2 separate regions of the Sus scrofa genome follow, and region 1 is linked to region 2. Evidence: chromatin contacts called from public promoter capture Hi-C data. All regions are on one chromosome and are shown on one strand. Each heading gives the region's core, a stretch centred on a gene start, on an enhancer-like site or on the middle of the called end of the contact. The rest is flanking DNA. Distances are from core to core; before and after follow the strand shown. Region 1 overlaps TRPC4AP (short transient receptor potential channel 4-associated protein). Region 2 holds the start of GGT7 (gamma-glutamyltransferase 7).

Evidence for each region. Promoter capture Hi-C pulls out the DNA fragments that hold promoters and counts their contacts.
Region 1: a promoter capture Hi-C map of fetal liver shows a contact between it and region 2, with 3 times the contacts expected there. The contact joins the enhancer-like site here to the promoter of GGT7 in region 2. A contact is called at or near these places in 4 of 5 promoter capture datasets (fetal liver, liver and skeletal muscle), 14 of 47 Hi-C or Micro-C datasets (brain, embryonic fibroblasts, fetal heart ventricle and 6 more) and 2 of 2 datasets of contacts at active chromatin or transcription factors (alveolar macrophages and skeletal muscle).

Annotation. Positions count from the first base shown.
Region 1 is chr17:38,386,297-38,393,313 of Sscrofa11.1, forward strand. It overlaps TRPC4AP (short transient receptor potential channel 4-associated protein), which reads right to left. Exons shown (of 19, transcript XM_003359957.4): 12 at 6,412-6,513; 13 at 5,197-5,280; 14 at 4,093-4,183; 15 at 2,888-3,028; 16 at 2,239-2,347; 17 at 1,545-1,657; 18 at 485-691; 19 at 1-280. The coding sequence ends at 143. Among named protein-coding and RNA genes, the nearest start is that of MIR499, 16 kb to the left of the region's middle. Within about 2 kb of position 4,200, at least 8 of the 83 cell types and tissues checked have an H3K27ac peak or open chromatin away from gene starts, as enhancers often do. A contact at or near this core is called in fetal liver, liver and retroperitoneal adipose tissue, where this site is marked.
Region 2 is chr17:38,252,085-38,258,587 of Sscrofa11.1, forward strand. GGT7 (gamma-glutamyltransferase 7) reads right to left here and starts at 3,831. Exons shown (of 14, transcript XM_013985303.2): 1 at 3,610-3,831. The coding sequence starts at 3,778.

The sequences.
Region 1 (7,017 bases), core at 2,950-5,449, 130 kb after region 2:
CGAGCCTGTACCTGAGGCCCCGGGGCAGGCAGAGAGCGGCAGGGGAAGGCGGGGGCGGGCAGGGCAGGGCGTGAGGCGCGCGTGGACCCACGCTCACCCACGCCGGCCCAGGCCCAGCAGCCTCCCGAGGCCTGGCCCAAGATCACTCCTCGGTGAAGTCCCTGTCAATGTCCATGTAGGGCTCCTCGATGTAGCTGACGAGGGCAGAGGGTGACTGGCGGTCCGGGTTCAGCAAGATGGACACAGTCTCTTTCCAGTATGAGAAGCTGATGCAGGAGCTCTGGGCAAAGAGACAGGGGCTGGGGGGCAACTGCAGGACCCAGGTTGAGCTTGGCACCCCAAGGGGAGGGCCTGGGCAAGGGGACAAAAGCTACCTGCCACAGGGCCCGGGTGGGGACCACACACACCCCGGCTGCCCCTCAGAGGAACCCTGGTCCCGCGTGCCTGCCACCCACCGGCCACCCCTCAGGGGTGGGGCACTCACGTTCTCCAGGCAGGTGCTGTCCTTGTCCTTGTGCAGGTAATGCTGCTGCCAGAAGCGCAGTAGGTTGTGGAAGTTGTTGAGCAGGAAGCCAGGGTACTTCTTGCTGTGCTCCATCCGCTGCAGGAGCCGCAGGTACAGGGGCAGCCGCTCTTTCCGGCGGGCCAGCATCAGGATCACCAGGCTGGTGTTGAGGCAGCTGACGTTCTCCTGCAAGGACCAGGCCACCCGGGTTAGGCGCATGCCGGCAGCCCCTGGTGGACCGGGGGTGCCACCAGGTGGGGAGAACGGTGTCTCCAGCAGACTCCACAGGCTTTAGGCTGAGCCGCCTCTGTACAAAGCTGATAGGGGTCTGGGGAGAGGAGTGATGCCAGCATCCTGCCCCAAGCACCCTCCTAGTCCCTCACCCCCCATCCCCACCCTGTGGGATCTTCGTCATCAGTAGTCGGGGTCTGCTCCTTCTCCAGCACCAGCTGAGAAGGATCACTTCTTCTCGGGAGTACTGATCCCTGGGGGCGGGTGCACCACCAGATGCGGGTATCTCACTGTCATCCGCTCAGCACTAGACAGGCAGCTCCTCGAAGGAAGTGTCTCGGTCTGTTTTGTTCACTGTGCATCCCCAGCCCAGGGCTTCACCTCCATAAATATTTGTTAGTTGAAGGAACAAACCAACAACCTCTGAGAGGGAGCATATTACGCCCATTTTAGAAAAGAGGGGTGTGACACTTGGAGAAGGGACAGCTGCATAGTCAGGAAGGCGGAAATCAAAGCCAGGTCCAACCCCAAAGCCTGCACAGCAGGTGGGGCTCAGAGAGCGCTGGACTGGGAGTCAGAGCTCATCACCTGTCCAGACTCTGCCCCAAACCGTCTGTGACCTCGGAGACTTGCTCTTTCCCCAGGCCCTGTCTGGAAAATAGGACACTGAGCCCTTACAGAAAAAGTCCTCAGGACAGCCGGGAGGGCTTCCTAGGAACCAGGAAAGGTCTCAAGAGCTGCACCTCTAGGGTGAAGGCGGCACCCATTTCCCATCTCCCTCTGGCTGTGGCAGGGCTGCAGGCCTCACCTGGGTCAGTGTCTGCACGTGGATGATATTGATGAGGCGGAAGAGAAAGGACATCTGTGTGGGCACCTGGGATATGTAGGCAAGCAGGCGGCACTCGGACAGGACCTCCACAACTGGGGACAGAGAGGCAGAGTGTGAGCAGCTGCTCTGGCCCAGGGGCCTGACACCCCTCAAGGCTTCAAGTCCCCCTTGAGTCCTGACTCTGAAGCTGGGAGCCCCCACCGTCAAAACAACTACAGAAAAGGTTGGCTGCAGCAGGAACACATTTCCAGCTGTTCTGCCACCCTGGCTAATCCCTGACCAGGAGTCCACCTTTTCCCTCAGGCAGTTCTGGGACCCCTCTCTCCCTGAGACCCTCCCCAGGTCTCCCCACCTGAGTCCCCCACATCCCAGGCCAGGAGAGAAAGATGTGTATTGTTTTTTTTGCATTTTTACTGGCAACATGGGTGTTTTGTTTTGTTTTGTTTTTTTGTTTTTACCTTTATGAAAAGGTTGCATGTGCTCATCAGAAGAAGCACAGATGACTGACAGAGAAAAGTAAAATCAGCCAAGAAAATCACCTGGAGAGCCACAATCTTGACCCCAACCATGTGGGTGTTTGGTGCAGCTGCTTCCAGGCATTTCTATTTCTTTGTCAGAGGTTGGGTGTTTGACATCAGGGCAGATTGATCTTGGCATTATGGCTTTTTCTTACCCTTCATGTCCACCTGGTTTTCAAATCGGTCCAATGACAAAGTGACACAGCGCACCAGCATGTTGGAGTCCACCAGCGAGCTGTTGATCTGCTTCAGGAACACCTGGAACTGGAGCAGAGCCCGGGCTCAGATGGGCTGGGGGCGGCGGGCTCTTGGCTGGAGATGGCCAAGGCCCAGGGTGTGCAGTCCTGCAAGGGGCACCAACCCACCTGGGCCCAGCAGGGAGACCAGAACTCTGACAAACCAGGAGACCTGCCCCAGCAAGAACTCATCCCAGTGAGTTCTTCTGACACCACGCCCAGTGTTTTCTACACTGAAGGGATTCCTCTCCTTTTTACTGCAGCGGGTCTGAGCTGGGTTTCTGCCCCACACACCCTGTGAGCCTAACACACCAGGCCCAGTCCTGCCCTTCTGGGGCTCACCTGGCACCCGTTTCCACACCTCACCCCTGCCCACAAGCAGCTGACCTTCACCCCTGTGTACCCAGGGTCTGCAACTGTGGCCAGCACAGAGCACTGCTAATGACTGCCTGCCAACTTGCCAGGACTCGCCAAATTGAAACCAGCACCTGAAGACCTGTGACGACTGGGCCCCAACAGAAATTCTGGACAATGCATCAAACCCCACGGAGCCCTGGCTCATACTTACCTTTGCATCAGTGTTGATGTACTTGTTGAACCTCTTGAATGCATCAACATTGAATTTCATCAGCTCCCCCAGGAGGTCAAAGTAACTCTGGAGCACATCCCGTGACTTGCACTCACTGTCCACGATGCAGTAGAGGATGTGCTGGGGGTGGGAAAGGACAGGGTGAGGGCAGGAGAGTGGTGCTCCCCAGGGCCAGTGGGCACATGTGGCTGCTGCCCCCAGGCTGCGCTCACCTAGGCTGCCCACTGCCTGACCCCCTCCCAGCTCTGGCACAGCTCGGGCCGTGTGACGTTTGCTTTGAGCAAACATCCAGCCCAATGGGAGCTGCTCCCCCGTCTAGATTCTCAGCTGAGGACGCTGGGGGCTCCAAGGGTAGGTCCAGGCCTGACACACCTCACCAGGAAGTGGCGGGGTGGGGAGGTTGGGGTATGTAGCCACAATCTCTCTCGCCCGCCCAGGTCTGAGCCAAAGCCTCTGCAGGATGCCCAAGGGGCTCCAGCTGGCAGGGAGGGAGCCGTCTCCAGAGGTAACACTGGCCACTGCCCCAGCCCGGAGGCCATTCAAGTGAAGCACAAGGTTTAAGGACTCGGGACACATTTTGACCCCATGGTTTGCCTATTTATGTTAATGAATGAAAATGTTTACACTAAAATCAATGAATTTTTATCAAGAACAATTTAACTTCTTGATGAAGTTTTCTATAACAGTTTTCTTTTTCCTTTTCTTTTTTTTTTTGAAGTTGTATATGCTGATTTGGATCAATTCTTCTCCTTATGGATTTTTTTTTTAACCAATTCATGGGTCAGTTTCTTATCTGTTATCTTTTTAGGTTTTAAGCAATTGTACCTTTGGACATTCTGCCCTCCCCCCTTTGTAAATTTTGCTTTTTCTGGAGACCATTTTTCAAAAAGGGAAATTGACTTTTAGTCAGCAGCAAAATGTCCTCAGGGTCAAAAGGCCTTGCTGGGTAACCTTAGAGTCACTATAATCCTCCAAGGCCACCCCAGATCCCTCATCACCCGTTAAGCACCCACAGGGAAGCCAATGTTGAAAGCTCAGGGGAAAGAGCAGGGCAATCTGCCCTGGTGTCAGGATAGAACTGGTGCCCCTGCCAGCTGTCCACGGCTCGGGACAGGAAAGCGATGCGTGGGCCGGGGGTGGGGGGAGGCGGGGCGCCCGACACCCTGGCTCCTCCAGGCCATTACCTCTAGAAGGCCTCGCTTCAGCAGGAACATCTGGTCTGCATAGGAGGTGGTCCCTCGGAGGAAACTCTCCACAGCCCGAGCTTGCCAAAACCTGCGACCCAAATGTTGAGCCCTGGCCCAGGTGGCTAAGGCTGCCCTCTTCTGGCCCATGTTCCTTTCACCAAGGGGCTGGGAGATGTGTCTACCTTTTCATTTATCCACCAGACATTTCCTGAACATCTATCAGGCATCGGGCCTCCTACTAGGCACTGGGGACACAGCAAGAGCCCGCATCCTCATGGAGCTGACAGCTCTGTGGGAACAGTTCTCTATGTGGTTCTGCCTGGAAGGAGCTGTGCCTCAAAGGTGGCATCTAGGACAAAAGGCTGGCCCAGGAAGTCACACGTGGAAACACTCTAGGCTCTGCCCTTCAGAGGATCAGGAGGATTTGGAATGCATGAGGGAACCTGACAGCCGTGTAGAGACGGGCCACTGAGCTCATTTCTGATGGCCTGTCCTAGAGAAGAGGTGGCCGATTCTGGCTGAGTGGCCCCAGAGGGCAGTGCTGAGATCTGTGAGGGGAGGTTGGGACAAGGCAGGCTGAGCTGACAGGCGCCCTTGGGCGTGGAGCCTCCTGACAGCTCATTCATCCGCTACTCCTATCCACAGCCTGTAAGATTCAACTTAGACAAGTCTAAGAACTGAGAGCCCTCCCTGTGGGCGCCCACCCACCAGCCCCCAGCTGGGAAGGGCTTTCCTTCGTTCCCTGGCTCCATGCCTTTCCACACTGCATCTCACGCACAGGTTTCTTTCCATGCTTGCTTCCCACAACCCCGGGAACTCCACATAGGCAGGGCCTGTATCTCCCATTTCCCACCTGTCCAGCACCAGCACAGAAGAGGTGCTTGGTGAATGCTTGGTCAATTCTTGAAAGGCACTGTTGGCATGCAGCAGAAGCCACCAAGTACATGCTGAGTCAGCACAAGGGAGATGGCAGACTCGCTCCCTGATAGTAACCAGGTATCTGAGGTGGAAGCTGATGACTAAAGGAGGTATTTCTAACAGCTTAAGAAACACATGGCTCCTGGGCCTCTCCGGAGTGGCAGGGGCGTGTCCCAAATCTACCTGAAAGATGACTCAGCTGGCTCCTTCTTCATGACCTGCAGCAGACGAGTTAATAAGCCCCTCTTCCCATCACACACCAAACTCCTAAAATAAAATAGGAAGATAGGGGTCAAGTTCCACTTTGCTGAAGCACTGTGTCCTGAGGCTCTGGGGCTGGGTATCTCTGTTGGCTTAGGTGGGTAAAAAAACCTACAGGATGTCCTCCTGCTCCACCTGGTTCCAGAGCACCCCGAGGACTCCTGCAGTCTTGGAAATGAACAGCCAAATGCATTCTCAACACATCTCAGACCAGCTTTCCGGCCCATACTTGCTGACAAGTGATCAAAGGCCAGAGAAACACCCAGAGTCATATAGGCTCAGAACTGCTCGGGGGAGGGCTGCTCACAACAAAAGTGGGTGTAAAACACCATGACGGAGTCTAGCAGATGGGACAAGGCCTATGGCAACAGGGTGAGACAGAGAGGACCCTGGGCCCCAGATTCAACTCCAGATGGCCTTGGACAAGTACCCGAGCCTCTAGGCTTCTGCTTCCTGGTCCAGGAAGTAAAGACAGTAAACGAGGAAACAACTCAGGCTGCACCATGGGGGAGAGAGCGCCCAGCCTGGAGAGAGGTTCCAGACCCTAAGATTCCTCCTCCAACAGAGCAGCTCCACTATTTATCCACCACAGGCATTAGGGTAGGATGGTATTCAACTTCATTTGAACAAAGATTTCTGCTGCCTTAAAAACAAAATTAAAAAAACCACAAGAGAATTCTGCTGGATATAGTCCTCCTGTAGCTGGATATAGTCCTTCTGGCCTGACCCCTGTGAGCCTGTGACCTCCCTGCTCTGCTCCAGAAAGTGAGGCAAGCATAACCCCACGCACGGGCCTTGGCATGGGGCAGAAAGGAGCATGTCAATGAAGGTGAGTGACAAGGGAGAGGGCAGATACATACAACCTTTGGCAGGTGACCTCTCCAAGCCCCTGCTCCTTGGTCTGTAAAGGGGAGTTGGTGATGGCACTTCCCTCCCAGGGCTGCTGTGGGGCTCCAATGAGATAATGCAGGTGACAGGAGGACAGTGTCTGGCACACAGAAGCCCTCAGGACACTGTAGCTACATGCATGTGAGAAAGGACAAGTATGCAAACCTGCGTGCACCCATCTGTGAGCCCCAGGGCCCTCAGGCGCCCAGGGTGGGCTGTGGGCCACAGCTGCAACCCCCACACACTCACCTGTCAGTGTTGAGGACGGCTTCCACCTCGGGGATGTTGGCCTTGAGAGAGATGGCACTGAGTTCGTTCAGCTCTTGGTTGTTGAGCAGTAGGTACTTGTTCCTGAAACAAATGTGTTTGAGGTGGTAAAGTACAGGAACTGGGGCTGCCAGGTCAACACTGCGCTGGTTCCCTGCCCCTCTCCTGTGAGGAAATCTGAGAAGTCCCCAGTGCCACTCACCCCGAGCCGGCATTCTGCAGCAAGGCACGCAGCCCGCTGCTCTCAGGCTGTGGGAGTGTCCCGGGTCCCTACGTCCACTCTCTGCCATATCCACTAACAAGGCCCCTTCCTTGGCACCTGTAGGCCTTTCTTTTGCCACTGAACATTTCTATTTAATTTCTCAAAGGCACTGCCAACTCGGTGATGGCCAAATTAAACTCGTCATTTTACTCCTCAAACCTGGCCCTACTCCAGCACTCCCACCAGCCAGGAGCTTGAATCGGCCGGGACACTGCCTTCTTCACCCTTCATCCAGGCCTGTCATCGCCCAAGCCAAGTGGACAGAACCAGCTTCCTAAATGGTCTCCCTATAGGAATGGATCCTGCACACAGTACCCAGAACGATC
Region 2 (6,503 bases), core at 2,581-5,080:
GAGCCATAATGGGAACTCTGAAAAAACAAGTCTTTTGAGGAAAAAAAGGATGAGTGTAATTTTGGCCATTATGAACTCGTGAGACAACAGCAAGAGTAGTCTGAAGGCAGCTGGCCTAGTAGGCATCTAATATCTGCTTAGATACCTTTTTTTTTTTTTTTTTTTTTTTTGTCTTTTTGCTGTTTCTTGGGCCGCTCCTGCGGCATATGGAGGTTGCCAGGCTAGGGGTCAAATCAGAGCTATAGCCTCCGGCCTATGCCAGAGCCACAGCAACGTGGGATCCCAGCCGCATCTGCAACCTACACCACAGCTCATGGCAATGCCGGATGGTTAACCCACTGAGCAAGGGCAGGGACCAAACCTGCAATCTCATGGTTCCTAGTTGGATTTGTTAACCACTGCGCCATGACGGGAACTCCCCAAATCTCCTTTCTTATTCCTCATTTCCTCATTCCTGACCAGACTGAGTGTTTGACCTAGGCCTAGACAACCAGAACCGGCACCTCTGTACAGCGACTGGTTCAGGTTCATGTGACTAGCACTACCACCAATGATACTCAAATTCTGTGTTTTGTTTGCTGAAACTATTGGGAAAGAGAAAGACTTTCTCTCTCTCCAGATTGTAAGTCTGTTGCTGTTTGGGGCATCTTACCCTCACAAGATGGAAGGCTTTTTGAAGATGAAGCCCATAAAAGTGAAAGCAAAGCAAATGATGGAGAAAAGCCAATTCCCTTTCAGGTACCTCGATGCAGCTATGCCTGAAGCTCTGTATCCTTGAACTTTCCAGTTATGCTACCAATACAATTCTCTTTAGATGTAGCTCAGTTTTAGCTGGGTTTATGACAAAAGAACCCTGAACAGAGTTGGCTTGGCAAGTCTAGAACTCAGGAGAGAGATCTTGGTTGGAGACTGGGATCATATCCAGCTTGCTCGATCCTTTGAGGGAGAGTCATTAAAGATTTTTGAAACAGAAGGTGACATGATTAGAAATGCAAGGAGGTGTGGAGTTCCCTGGTGGTCTGGTAAGGATTTGGCATTGTCACTGCTGTGACTCAGGTTTGATTTCTGGCTGGGGAACTTCTGCAAGCCATGGGTGCAGCCAAAAAAAAAAAAAAAAAAAAAAAAATGCAGGGTGTTGGATGGGCTGGGGGTGGGAGGGGGTGGAGGAGAGGCAGGAGGCAGGAAGAATTGCTATATTACTTATGGGTACTACAGGTTAAGAGAGGATGGTGGTAAATCTACAGTGGTGATGACAGGAATGATGAGATAGAATTTGGAAGATATTTAGAAGGGAGACAGAGAACATTTGATCACTGTTTAGAAATGAGAGGAAGGGAGAGAATCATGGGTGGCTCCTGGACTTCTACCTTGGGAACTGGAGGAATGGCAGTGTCATTAACTGAGATTGACATTGGAGGAAGAACGGGTGTATGAGTACAGCACAGAACATGCTGAAGGTGAAGAACTTGCAGGATATTCAGAGGTGAACATCTGGGGAAGAGAGGAACGCAGGCCTGGAACTCAAAAAGAATAAATAAAGTGTGTCCCTAATCTTGGAGTGGTCACCATCTAGCTCTGTTTCACTGGGCCTGCTGTGGGGCGCCTGGCACTTGGTTCTGGGGAACAGCAGACTAGAGGCTAGCTGGGCACAACCAAAGTCCTGCATAAGGGGCAGCACCATCAGGTGGCATCAGCAGACTGAGAACATAGGCGGTCATATTAACCAGCAGGCTGGTCCAACTGGGCCAGGGGAGCCTTGGGGCTTGGACGCAGTGCTGGGAAACATGGCATTGAAATGACTACACTGGTAGGATGGCAAAGTCCTTGGAACCTTAGTGCACAACCTTGGCATGAGGTGCATGTTCCCAGAAACTCAGGTGACTAGGGTCTCTGCTGGATTTTTGTATAGTTTAGGGTAGAGCCTGTATTAATTCCCCAAGGTGCTCCCTGAGGTTTGAGAACTTCCTCCCCTGCCACTCTTTCATCCCGAGATCTTCTCTTTCATTCATTTATGTAATCAACAATTTTTTGTTCAGAGCTCAATACTGCATTGGATGGTATAGAAAGGATGATGAAGAAGGCACTCATGATCCTATCCTCATAGGGCTTACAGACATGGGGTAATGAAAGTTTGTGCAAATAAATAACCACAGGTTTTGAGAAATGCTAAGATATTTATAGAAAATGAGGATAAATCATATCAGGGGTTTCCAATCTCTAGACTGGGAGAGATAGGCATTCCCCGATAGGCTGGAAGAGGGAACACAGGCTGGTCAGGGTAACTGTATCCATTGTCCCATAATGACTGCTGGGACCAAAAGTAACATTCCTGACCCCCGAAGAAAGGACCTGGTTTCAGGCTGGTATCCACCAGGACACTTCTTCCTGCTACCTCCTGATTCCAGAACTACTCCCTCCAGAAAAGAAATTTTAATCGGCAGCTTTGACATTTGATGTCCCAAAGCCTCCCCATCTTCCCCTCAAACTCCCTCCAGGTGGGATCCATCTAGTCAGGTTGGCAGGGGCTGTTGGTCAGGGCCAGGTGACTGGAAAGTTGTGGAGGGAGAAAGAATTTGGGGCTATCAGGCTAGGCATGGCCACAGAAGGGCCAAGATAGAGAGGGCTGGGCTGAGAAGCAGAATCTGCCAGGCTGGTAAGGGATACGACTCAAGTGCAGGCACGGAGAGGAAGAGAGAGTGAAGCAGAAGGATGCTCTAATGCCAGGAAGTGACGTTGAGAGAATGAGGGATAGGAGATGGAGGTTGAAGAATGGAGGGGAGGATAGAGCTCAGCCACATGGATAGGAGAGGGAGCATTAGGGAAGAAACGCTCAGAGAGCTCTTGGCCGCAGCTCTCCCCCAAGCCCTGTCTCCTCCTTTCCTATTTTCCACTCCTGGCCTTGCCTGTTCCTGCAGAGGGCTGAAGGGAATACAGTAAAATACTGGGGCCTGTTTCCTAGGGGGCAGGGTACCTTACTAAGATCAGGCTTGGCCTGATCCATTGCTCTGGGAGGGGTGAGGTAATCCACAGGGCAGTGAAGGTGCTCTGGTCCCCAAGGACTTTGAGAGGTCATGCAGTCCATCCCCCTGTCTCCCAAACCTATCACTCGCAGATAGATGGGAATCATATTCTCTTTACCGTTCCCTGGACATGAAGAGATTCCCAGTTTCTCCTCATGGTCTCTTCTTCCCACAATCCCTGGCTGTGTGGAAGTTCTTCTCAAAGCCTAGCCTCTATCCATCCTGCTGCAGTCTCTGACTTGGTTTCTCCTATTCTCTTCTCCTTGACTACAGAAAGTCCCCTCTGGGTGATCACAGTTGCTCTTTAGGATCTCCCCTCCAACATTCCTTCCTTATTAGTTGGCTCTTCCGAAAGGGTAACCCCAATCCCTCCTACTGCAGTTCCCGGCATCCTCCCTTGTCGCATCCTGAGCCTCCAAGGTAGAAATGCATCCCCAATCCCACCAGATAATTAACAAAGACAGGGAGAAGGAAGAGGTCCGGGAAGAAGGGAGTAAATTAGGGAGATGGAGCTGGAGGTGATGCTCTGCGCAAATGGAGGAGGGCCGGGGCCGTCCCAGGGGGCAGGGACTGGGCCAGCGGGCCTCACCGGTATCAGGGTCTCCGAGGAAGGCGTCCTCGTCCTTGCGGCCTCTCAGAGGGACGGCGGGCGCGGGCTCGTCCTCCGGCAGCCTCGGGAAGCTGGTGATGCTCATGTAGTCCACCGGCGAGTAGGCGCCCAGGGCGCTTTCCTGACTGGCCTCGTTCTCCGCCGCCATCCTCGCCCGCGCCCCCCAGCAGCGCTGCGCCTGCCGGAAGTGCTGCGGCGGGGGCGGGGGGCGGAGCCTGAGTTCCTGAACTGCCGGGAGGGGGCGCCTCACCCCGACCCTTGGAAGGTGCGGGTGTTTGACTCGTGCACCCCCCCACCGCCACCCTTTGCTTAGCGCTGCCAGCCTGCGTTGCGCTCATACGCTGGAATGCAGGTGTGCACGGAAATCCAGGAGGGCAGATCCCAGTCGTGCAGTGGCGGGTCAGGAGGGAAGAGCGCGCGGTAAGCACGCCCTTAGAGACTCGGGACAACTTATGCAGCCCAGGAGCCAAACCCCTTTCTCCTTCCAGTATGAGCTAGAATCCTCCCCAAACTCCAGGTTCTCTCTTTGGCCCGCAGTCCCTTTCATTGGCCGCAAACCTCTCTCTTCGACCCCAGATCCTGTCTCTAATGCCAAACTCCTCAAACCCCAGACCCTTCCTTGGACTCCAAGATCCTTATCCTCCTACCTCAGATTCTTCCTCCAATCCCAGACCCCTCTTTTGACTTCAGACTCTCTCTTCACCCTCCCCCCCGGCCCCCAGCCCTAGCCAGCCCTGCTTCTTCTGCAACCTTCTTCATTCATTTCGAGGCCCCTCCTTGAACGTCTCTGGACGTCAGATTCCCTCCCTGGACCCTTGACATTTCTCTGACTCCTCTTTCAATCACAACACCTTCTGGGACCCCTGACCTATCAGTATAGGGCAATGAACCCAAATTTGAGCTTGCGTTAGGATTTTTAAAAGTGGATCCCTAGATTCCACTCTAGAGATCATGACATAGGTGGCTGGAATGGGGTCTCTAGAACCTACATATAGCGTCATTTAAAGAGTTTTTTGTTTTTTCTTTTTCTTTCTTTCTTTTTTTTTTCTTTTTTTGCTATTTCTTGGGCCGCTCCCATGGCATATGGAGGTTCCCAGGCTAGGGGTTGAATTGGAGCTGCAGCCACCGGCCTACGCCAAAGCCACAGCAACATGGGATCCGAGCCGCGTCTGCAACCTACACCACAGCTCACTGCAACGCCGGATCGTTAGCCCACTGAGCAAGGGCAGGGACCGAACCCGCAACCTCATGGTTCCTAATCGGATTCGTTAACCACTGCGCCACGACAGGAACTCCTGTTTTTTCTTTTTCTTTTTCAGGCCACAACTGTGGCATATGGAAGTTCCTATGCTAGGGGTCCAATCCAGCCTACACCACAGCTCAGGGCAATATAGGATCCTTAACCCACTGAGTGAGGCCAGGGATGGAACCCGGATCCTCATGGATACTACTGGGGTTCTTAACCCGCTGGGCTACAACAGGAACTTTCTATAAAGAGTTTTTGATATGATCCAGAAAATATACCGGGTTTGTTTGTTTGTTTTTGTTTTTGTTTTGCATTTTAGGGCCAAACCCAGAGCATATGGAGGTTCCCAGGCTAGGGGTTGAATCGGAACTGCAGCTGCTGGTCTATGCCACAGCCACAGCAACACAGGATCTGAGCCGTGTCTGTGATCTACACCACAGCTCACTGCAACTTGGGATCCTTAACCCACTGAGTTGAGGCCAGGGATCGAACCCACATCCTCATGGATCCTAGTAGGGCTCTTAACTGCTAAGCCTTGAAGGGAACTCCTGGAAAGGATGATGACAGGAGTAGGTGGGTGTGGAGGAGTATAAAAAGGTGGGGAATGAGTCTAAAGTCTAGGTGTCTGGGTTCTATTCCCTGGGCTACCGCTTATGAACTGATCTTGAGCAAAACAATCTCGTTGAGTATTGGTTTCTTCATCTGTAAAATGGAGAGAATAACAATATCCATCTCTATGAGGACTGAATAACATGTGGAAAGTGTTTAGTATATGGCTTGATATCTACTCAATAAATGCCATAATAATTATTATAATTATCATTATTTCCTTAATCTTGTGGATCCTTATCTCATCCAACCCGATCCATCTTCTTCCCAGTCTGAGGAATTCCCACTACACCATAGCTTGCACTACTATCACATCTCCAAGGATGGGGTATTTATTCTCTCTATTATTAAGTCTCTTGTCCAAACTCCCATTTCACAGTCCACAGAGAAAGGGACGGAGCTTCTTAAGCCCCTGGCCACACATTCCCTCCTTCCCCAACCTCAGGCTCCACGCTGAGATGACCTGGACTGCTTGAAAATCTGTTATGGGCTCAGCATCTTCAGTGCCACCTGTAGACAGGAGAGGGCAGCAGTGTGTTGGGAACAGCTCTAGGGCTTGCAAGAAGGGCTGGGGAAATGGTAGGGAAGAGGGCTGCCTAGAAATTTGTGTGTGGGATGGGAAAATGACCATTTATGGTGGGACTCTGTGCTACTGCATGTGCCTTTCTCTTCACAGAGAAGTTCATATGTCCACGGTGAGGTCCATAGGGCTTATTATGCTTCAGTGAAGTCTGATCCCTTGAGTAGGGCCGGTTCCCCTGTAAATGAGGTCTTTGTCCCCTCAGTGGTGTGCATTCCCTCAGGGTAGTAAGAGGCCCTTCAGTGGGGTTGAATCCTCTCTGTGGGGTCCATGTCTCTTTAGTAAAGTCTGTATCTTTTATTTTTTATTTTTTATTTTTTAATTTTTTTTATTTTTTATTTTTTTTTTGTCTTTTTTTTTTTTTTTTTTTGTCTTTTGTTGTTGTTGTTTTTGTTGCTATTTCTTGGGCCGCTCCCGCGGCATATGGAGGTTCCCAGG